Linked DNA regions of Mus musculus: region 1 is linked to region 2. A link is a contact called in public HiChIP or PLAC-seq data. All regions are on one chromosome and are shown on one strand. The core of a region is the stretch at or near the end of the contact, and the rest is flanking DNA. Distances in the headings are between cores, read along the strand shown. Region 1 has its middle 95 kb from the start of Slc25a26. Region 2 overlaps Magi1 (membrane associated guanylate kinase, WW and PDZ domain containing 1).

Region 1 (3,950 bases), core at 1,076-3,575, 300 kb after region 2:
AGAACTCAGAAATCTGGACTTGAATCACAGAGGCCCCAGGGCTGAGCTAACAGCGTCCCAGCATCCTGGAAAGGAGCTGAAGCAGCACACGCTTGTTCAAGGTCCAGTTTCCTTTTTAAAGCATAGATGCCTTGTCACCTATCCTAAATTTAACTCTTTTTAAAACATAAAACTGTGGGTTGATTAAAACTAACTGTCTCAAAGTGAGTAATTCAGTGGCAGCTGGTTTATTCACTGTGTTGTAGTTACCATATCTACCCAGATGTTTTTACTAACAGATATTGAACTCCATTAGCATTAAACAATGCTGCTTCCTTTCCTCTCCCTCTCTTTCTGTAGCTTTCTGTCTGAAAGGGCCTCACGACGTAGCTCAGCCTAGCCTTGAACTCTCTGATTGCCCTGCCTTTGCCTCCCAGGGTGAAGACTACAAGTACCACTTCCCACTCTTGGCTGCTGGGAGCTGGGAGTCTGTACTCTATCTTTACAGACTTACCCACCACATTGGAAGCATCCAATGTGTAACTCTTTTTCCTTTTCCACTTAGCACAATGTTCTCAAGGTTCAGCTGTGTAGTAGCATGTACCAGGCCTTCATTCTAACAGGACACACTGCCTTAGGGCTTTATGGCTGTGAAGAGATATCATGACCGAGGCAACTTTCATAAAAGACAACATTTAATTGGAGCTGGCTTACAGTTTCAGAAGTCCATTATTGTCATGGTGGGAAGCATGCAGCCTTTGGGCAGACATGGTGCTGGAGATGAAGCTGAGAGTTCTACATCTTAACCAGAAGGCAGCCAGGAGAAGGCTGGAATTCCACACTGGGTGGAAGGCAAGCCTAGGAGACCTCAAAGCCCACCCTCACGTTGACGCACCTCCTCCAACAAGACCACACCTACTCCAATAAGGCCACACCTCCTAATAGTGCTACTTTCCATGGGCCAAGCATATCGAAACCACCACACATGCTGTCTCAAAATGTGATGGGTCACCATTTTAGAAAACTGCAAAGGCAATCAAGGTCCCACCCCTGTTCTCTGAAGTAGTTCATAAGAGTTTTCTGATCCTCCTTTGGAGAAAGGAATAAAATCCTCACTGGACGGGCTGGTTTTGTGTGTCAACTTGACATAAGCTGGAGTTATCACAGAGAAAGGAGCCTCCCTTGAGGAAATGCCTCCATGAGATCCAGCTGTAAGACATTTTCTCAATTAGTGATCAAGGGGGAAGGCCCCTTGTGGGTGGGACCATCTCTGGGCTGGTAGTCTTGGGTTCTATATGAAAGCAAGCTGAGCAAGCCAAGGGAAGCAAGCCAGTAAGAAACATCCCTCCATGGCCTCTGCATCAGCTCCTACTTCCTGACCTGCTTAAATTCCAGTCCTGATTTCCTTTGGTGATGAGCAGCAGTGTGGAAGTGTGAGCTGAATAAACCCTTTCCTCCCCAACTTGCTTCTTGGTCATGATGTTTTGTCCAGGAATAGAAACCCTGACTAAGACCATCAAGTGCCGTGAATGAACAATGAAAACAGCTTAAAGTAGGAGTTTATTTCCCTACATTTAGAGGGTGTAGTCCATCTCAGAGAGGAGAGTGTGACCCAGGAGTGGTACATTCAAGCAGGAAGAGGATCCGAAGCAAAGTCCCTCTGTGTGTTCCCGATGGGATCTAGTTATCTGTATTCTATGTCTAAGTGTAATTTGTAACACCATGCTTCTTGAAGAAAGGACCAAAGGTTTAACCAAAAGGTCTAAGCAAAATTGTCATCTGGTCTTTGGCATGAAACCAGTAAAAGTTCACCTTGGTAGCAGTATCAGAATCTAACTCACAGTTCTTTTTTTTTTTTAAGATTTATTTAATTTATATGTATACTTTATATGTATACTGTACATGAGTACACTGTCGCTGTCTTTAGACACAGCAGAAGAGGACATCGATCTCATTACAGATGGTTGTGAGCCACCATGTGGTTGCTGGGATTTGAACTCAGGACCTCAGGAAGAGCAGTCAGTGCTCTTAACTGCTGAGCCATTTCTCCAGCTCCCTAACTCACAGTTCTTAAGGAGGATGATGACACAGCACACTGCTATTCCCCCAAGCACGTCCTAGATTTTGCCTGGTTTATTCTGCTGCAACAGAGATCATACACTATTTGTCGGCATGGTGAATGGAAGGATGGGTGGATGTGGGGTGTAGAAAGAGTTAGGAAGTATTAAGTTAGGAAGTGACACCCTCATCCCAGGCCTGCCAAGTTGGATCTGCAGAGGATGTGAGCTTCTGAGAGCACCATCCTTGGAATAAAGAGGACCAAACAGAGGCTGAGTCAGAATGAGTCATGTGCCACTCAGATATCCCAGATGCCTCTGAGCCGGAGTAGCCCTACACCGTAATCGCTGCTGGCTGCCTAGGTGTCTCTTAGGCCTTTTAAAACTCTAATAGTCATAAGGTTCTGGGAACTGAAAAAAAGGCGTGGATATCTCTAGACTGCATTTACAAGGACCATATAGGTGAAAGAGTCAAGTGTCTGTCTGCATTGACGGCTCCCTTTGCAACTGCAGAAACCCAGGCCAGAGAAGTAGGCTCTATCTCAGCCAACACTTGCAAAGGTGCTGGCTGAGTCAGAGAGATGAGGCCTGCCAGAAGAAATCCCACAGGCATAACGGTAAAATCAATGCCAGTGCTTGAGAAAATTGAATTCATGAGACCAGAGACTATTAGTGAAAGGTGAAAAATCCATATTTTCCATCTCTTCCCAAAGCAGAGTCACCATCAGTGTAAGATGACCAGTGAGCATTGTTGACAGGAGACAGTGAAGACACCAGATTGCATGAATGGTGGGCATTTGGGAGCCTCCCAATGTTTCTGTGTTAGACTTTTCATTATTTTGAAAAAAAAAAAAAAAGACCAGAGAAAATAAACTTTTAAAAAAGATAAAATGTATTTGGGCTCAAGAGATCTCAGCCTATAGTCACTGCTTTTAAGCCTAAGGCAAGGCAGAGGCTGGCAAGGGCATGGTGGAACGGAGCTAGCTGCTCACTGAGTAATGGCCAGGAAATGTTGCCTGGGTCCAGTAATTTCACCTCTAGGGGTACAATGCGAATGTTCCCCAACCACCCTTCTTAATTATGCCTTAGTTCTGAAAGCCAGCAAGATAACAGAAGTGCAGTGCTAGCCCATCATTACTAGCTACAGTATCCAGGCCGTTTGAGTAAGTGCTTCAGGCCAGTTAAGAACACAGAGGGGGCACAGAGAGGCAAGGGGCTGAGAAGGCACTGACTGCCCCACAGTAGACTCCCTGCTCTCTCCCAAGATCCAAGATCTGACCTTTTAAAGTGCAGTGACCTTTTTCTTTCTTTTCAAGAATATTACTTGAAAATTTTCATAGTAAATACAATGTATCTTGATCAAATTCATGCCCACCCCACCCCTCCGGCTCCTCCATACACTCTATCACTGTTTCCTCCCAACCGTAGTAGCTTTAATGTACTCTGTTGAACTAGAATTACTGAAGCTTCTGGCACCAGACTTGCCCTCCAGTGCCTTCTCATTAAATGGTTTAGCTCCTTCCAACTGCAGGGCCTCCAAACGCAGAGTCCTGTTTTACTATTTTTTGTCACTACCCTCTGCCCCTGGTCAGGAGTAGGTAAAAAGAGGAGTTGGGGACAAGATGTTGATTGCTTCTAAAGGTGTATCCCCACTGATCTACTTCTTCCACCTATACATACCCCCTACCAATTCCAAATAATGCCGGAAGATTATAAATCCATAAATCCATTAATGGATTAATCTATAGATGGAGGCAGAGTCCTCATGACACAATTACTCCCCAGAAGTCTCATCTCTGAGACTAGGTAGATGGCTTAGTAAAGTACTTGCAGTGTAAGCATAAAAACCTGAGTCCAAATTCCCTAGCACCCACATTGAAGGAGGAGGAGGAGGAAGAGGAGGAGAACAAGAAC
Region 2 (3,906 bases), core at 704-3,203:
TTTTCCCTCTACCCTGCAATGTTGAGATTACAGGCACACGCAGCCTTGCCTAGCAGTCTGGGTCCTCATGCTTGCACAGCAAAAGTTCTAACCAACTGTCATCTCCATAGCCCAAGATCATTCCTAATATGCTCTTCATAATTCACGCATCGATTACGGGGCATGGCCACCATCAATATTATATGATTAATACAAAAGAGGTGAAATTAAATTAAATGTGTGGTATAGGCCAAGTGGTGTCTTAATGGGCCCAAAATTATTATACTTCATCTTCAGATAGCTATCATCAACTCCAATGTTTTAAACACATATTAAATGGATCAATGAATAAGTCAATGACAACACATTTAGCCACTATATTTAATAGTATAGCTAATGGGATAATAGCTAAATTATAAGGAATAGGAATATATAAAATACTTAATATATGCAAGGAACAGATGGTTTAGACATAAGTTATAACTTAGAAAAATTAGCAGTACTTCTCACTTTTATTTCAGCAAGAATTCTTATGTAAATAGCATTCCTGCATGCCAGGTTATTACACATCCCTTAATGGGAGCTACAATAATATATGTCACTTGACTAATTTCACACATGTGCACACTTTCCTAAAGCCTACCATAAAATATGCTTTTTAGAAAAAGATGAACTGAATTTGGCAAGTCAGATTTTGGCATGTTCTATGTCAAAATTTAATTACATTTATGGATGTTGAGCAGTATATTACACTTATCTAATTATACATGGGGATTTTTTCCTATAGCTTAAATGACTTCTTATATTCTGAATGGACTTTACAAAAAAAATGGATCATCAGTCTTTAGCTATTACAAATATCATACAGCTGCCTGTCCCAAATATACAACCCTTATTGATAGTTTTACCTTCTATGGTTTCACATAACCATGAACAACCGCAGGGCAAATTGTTGATTAGTAAGTTTGTCAATGAATATTCTGGGTAAGGTGGTAAAGGCTCCTGCCATTTCTATCCATCACACAAATATGAAAATCACCCCTTGCCCAGTGTATCCGGGCTGTACACACTACCTGTGCATGACTCACTCCGTAGCTAAGTCATCAGACTGCCTGTCTCTTGTACTCTCTGAGTAAGTACTGAGTAAGCGCCTAAGACAGCATGGCAATGCTGCGTTGGTCATCCCAACCTAGCTCAACACAGAGGCACTGGTTCACTGAGCATCATGACACGGAAAAGCCTAAACATGACTCCGTACAGGCCACATCCATACCCCTCTCATGTAGTACCTCATTATAATCACTTCAGGTTATTACTGTCAAAATAGTATATATAGGTAGAAAGCAGAAACACCCATGTCTGATGGCTATTCTTGGCAGGGTGGGGGTGGGGGGTCAACATGACAACAGCTGGAATTAACAAAAACCCAAGTAGCTGGGACTTTCCTTAATTAAATCATTTGAAATTGGAAGACCCTCTTTCAATCTTTGGAGGTGGGAAGGACCACCTTAAATTTGGGCCACGTCTTCTGGTGGCAGCCTATAGAAAGGGCAAGCAAGAAGGAAGCACTTGTTCTTTGCCTGCTTGCCCTAGCTATTACATAAGCAAGTTTATTCTTTCACCGACATTAGAGTCTACTTCTCTGGGAGTCCGGCATGTACTGAAGACCAGCTGAGACACCCAGCTTCATGGACTGAATAACTACCACATACTTGGGGTTTGCATTGGTAGACACCCATCGTTGGACTAGCTGGAACAGAGCCTGTAAGACACTCTAATAAATTCCATATACAAACCCCATATACATATTAATTCTATCAGTTCTGTTCCTCTAGAGGACCCTGACTAATGCACCATGGTTTCAGATATCCACAAGGAATCTTGAGTTTTATCTTCCACAGAGAAGGAATGACTGGTGTAAGACTCAAGCCTTGGCAGGGCACCAATCTAAAAGAAAAACAAAAGCTTAGTCTGCTAAATTAAACTCTGGCGGCGAACATCACATTCTTACTGTGGTCTTGGTGAACATGTGTGAAGCCCTGGGCTCAATCCTCGACGCCCCTGTCTCCTGTCCCTTCCCCACCCACCCCTTCTGCAAACAAAGAGAAACAGGACTGGGCTACAGCTCAGAGGGAAAGCACGAGCCTCACCAGCACACATTGTTCAAAGTGGACCTAGCTGCTAGGGCAGGAAGCTTGCTAGACATTTTGGATTTGCCTCATGATTCTAGAGAGGGAGACTCATCTCTAGCACCACAAAAATAAACAGAAACACACAAACAAACAAATCATGTTTCTGGCTTATCCAAATGACAAGTTCACTTAAAAAAATAAAAGTCAGGTCACCCACTGAATCCTGTAAAGAAAGAGGAAAGGTGAACTAGGACCATGGAAATTGGTGGGAAGTGCTCGGACACTGGGTGCTTAGCAGATACGCCCTTTGGGGCATTCATATTCTGCTCAGTGACACCAGACTAAAGAGTGCTGCTCTGGCCCTGGGAAGGACTATTTTTATGACAATAAGGTTGGCTTGCTAATGACATAACAGATGTAAGAGAACAAGACACAACGGTCTAGTGAAAAAGAAAAGCAAATCATAAAATAAATTTGGACTATGATAATAGCTTGAGACAGTCGGTTCTAATGCAGGAGAACACAGCAGTGCCTAATTACTACCTTCTACTTATGCAGAGAGAGGCAAGACACAGAACATTCCAACTTCGGTTGAAAAATAACTAAATCAAATTAGGACGGTCTCTCCACTTTGGTTTTCCTTGATTTGGCACTTTCTAGAATTTTAGTTATGGGAATTGAACTCAGAAACTCACACATTATAAATATGCATTATACCGCTAAACAGTACACCCTCGGGTCTCCATTTCCATTTTAAAAGTAGAATAAAAAAGACACTCAAATCTTTTTAAACACATAATCATCTTTATTACTCCTGTATCTTTCAAAAACTGTGCTAGGCCACAAAACATTAGTTAATAAAAGGGCATATTCCTTTTCTACGGAGTCTTCACAGTACTCTTCTACAGCTAGTTCACATGTCCATCTCAGTTCCACATTACATTCAATTAGTATTCAGCAAGGCTCGATTTGCCAAGCACTGTATTAGGTGCACTGTATTAGGCTTTAATAGTAAGCATAAGTTCCCTAAGTGATGGAACATCTGGATTTAGGACAATCTAAGACATAGCAACTGTAATAAGAAGAGACTTATTACAGAGTGCAGCCATAACACGCAGAAAGGGCAACCAGCTTGGATGAGGGAGGAAGCAACAGCTTTCAGACATAGTAAATCGAGGGTAAAGAGGAGACCTATCCTGGACCAAGAAATGCCATGCATCAAGAGCCTAGCAGGGGCTGAACCCTGCGTGTGGAAGGATCCCTATGTTTAGCTAGCTCAAGGGTTACAGAAAGTCGGTCCGATGAGCCCAGAGAAGCATCGGGCGTCATCACTGAAGAGCTCCTACATCCTATCAAGGAGTTTCAGCTTTTACCAGGAGAAATCTCTGAGGCTCTAGACTTGAGTTTTGAAGGACAGTTGGAGCGCTTTGTAGAGCAGAGATGGCACAGAATGAAGAACGTTCCTGAGAAGCCGTGCAGGTAGCTTCTCCTGCAGCACTGAGCACATAACAGCCATAGTTATAAGAATGCAGGAAGAGGAGCAAAACTCTTCCCAAAGCAACCCTTCTTCTTCACCAGTGGATACTCAGAGTCTACACTATGCACCAGCACTGCCTGGGTACTAGGGATGTCTCAGGAAGTATGCATTCTGGGTGACAGGCCATCCTTGGCAGGCTCCCTCCCAAGAGTCACCACAGAGACACAGCAGACTGGCTCTACAAGTTCAGAGGCCCAATCTAAATCTTATCTTTTAACAGAAGCTGAGGCCTGGAGTGAATAACTTCAGCTTTCTTTA

Evidence for each region. HiChIP or PLAC-seq counts read pairs in DNA pulled down with a chosen protein or histone mark.
Region 1: a FOXA1 HiChIP or PLAC-seq map of pancreatic cancer cells shows a contact between it and region 2. The contact joins two enhancer-like sites. A contact is called at or near these places in 1 of 15 datasets of contacts at CTCF or cohesin (the NIH/3T3 cell line), 3 of 484 Hi-C or Micro-C datasets (cortical neurons, hematopoietic stem and progenitor cells and stem cell-derived neural stem cells) and 7 of 115 datasets of contacts at active chromatin or transcription factors (the NIH/3T3 cell line, embryonic basal ganglia, embryonic forebrain and 4 more).

What each region holds. Positions count from the first base shown.
Region 1 is chr6:94,403,281-94,407,230 of GRCm38.p6, forward strand. No RefSeq gene overlaps it. Among named protein-coding and RNA genes, the nearest start is that of Slc25a26, 95 kb to the right of the region's middle. Within about 2 kb of position 2,326, at least 38 of the 459 cell types and tissues checked have an H3K27ac peak or open chromatin away from gene starts, as enhancers often do. A contact at or near this core is called in the NIH/3T3 cell line and pancreatic cancer cells, where this site is marked.
Region 2 is chr6:94,099,483-94,103,388 of GRCm38.p6, forward strand. The region is part of intron 1 of Magi1 (membrane associated guanylate kinase, WW and PDZ domain containing 1); the gene reads right to left. Among named protein-coding and RNA genes, the nearest start is that of Gm52867, 130 kb to the right of the region's middle. Within about 2 kb of position 1,954, at least 23 of the 459 cell types and tissues checked have an H3K27ac peak or open chromatin away from gene starts, as enhancers often do. A contact at or near this core is called in the NIH/3T3 cell line and pancreatic cancer cells, where this site is marked.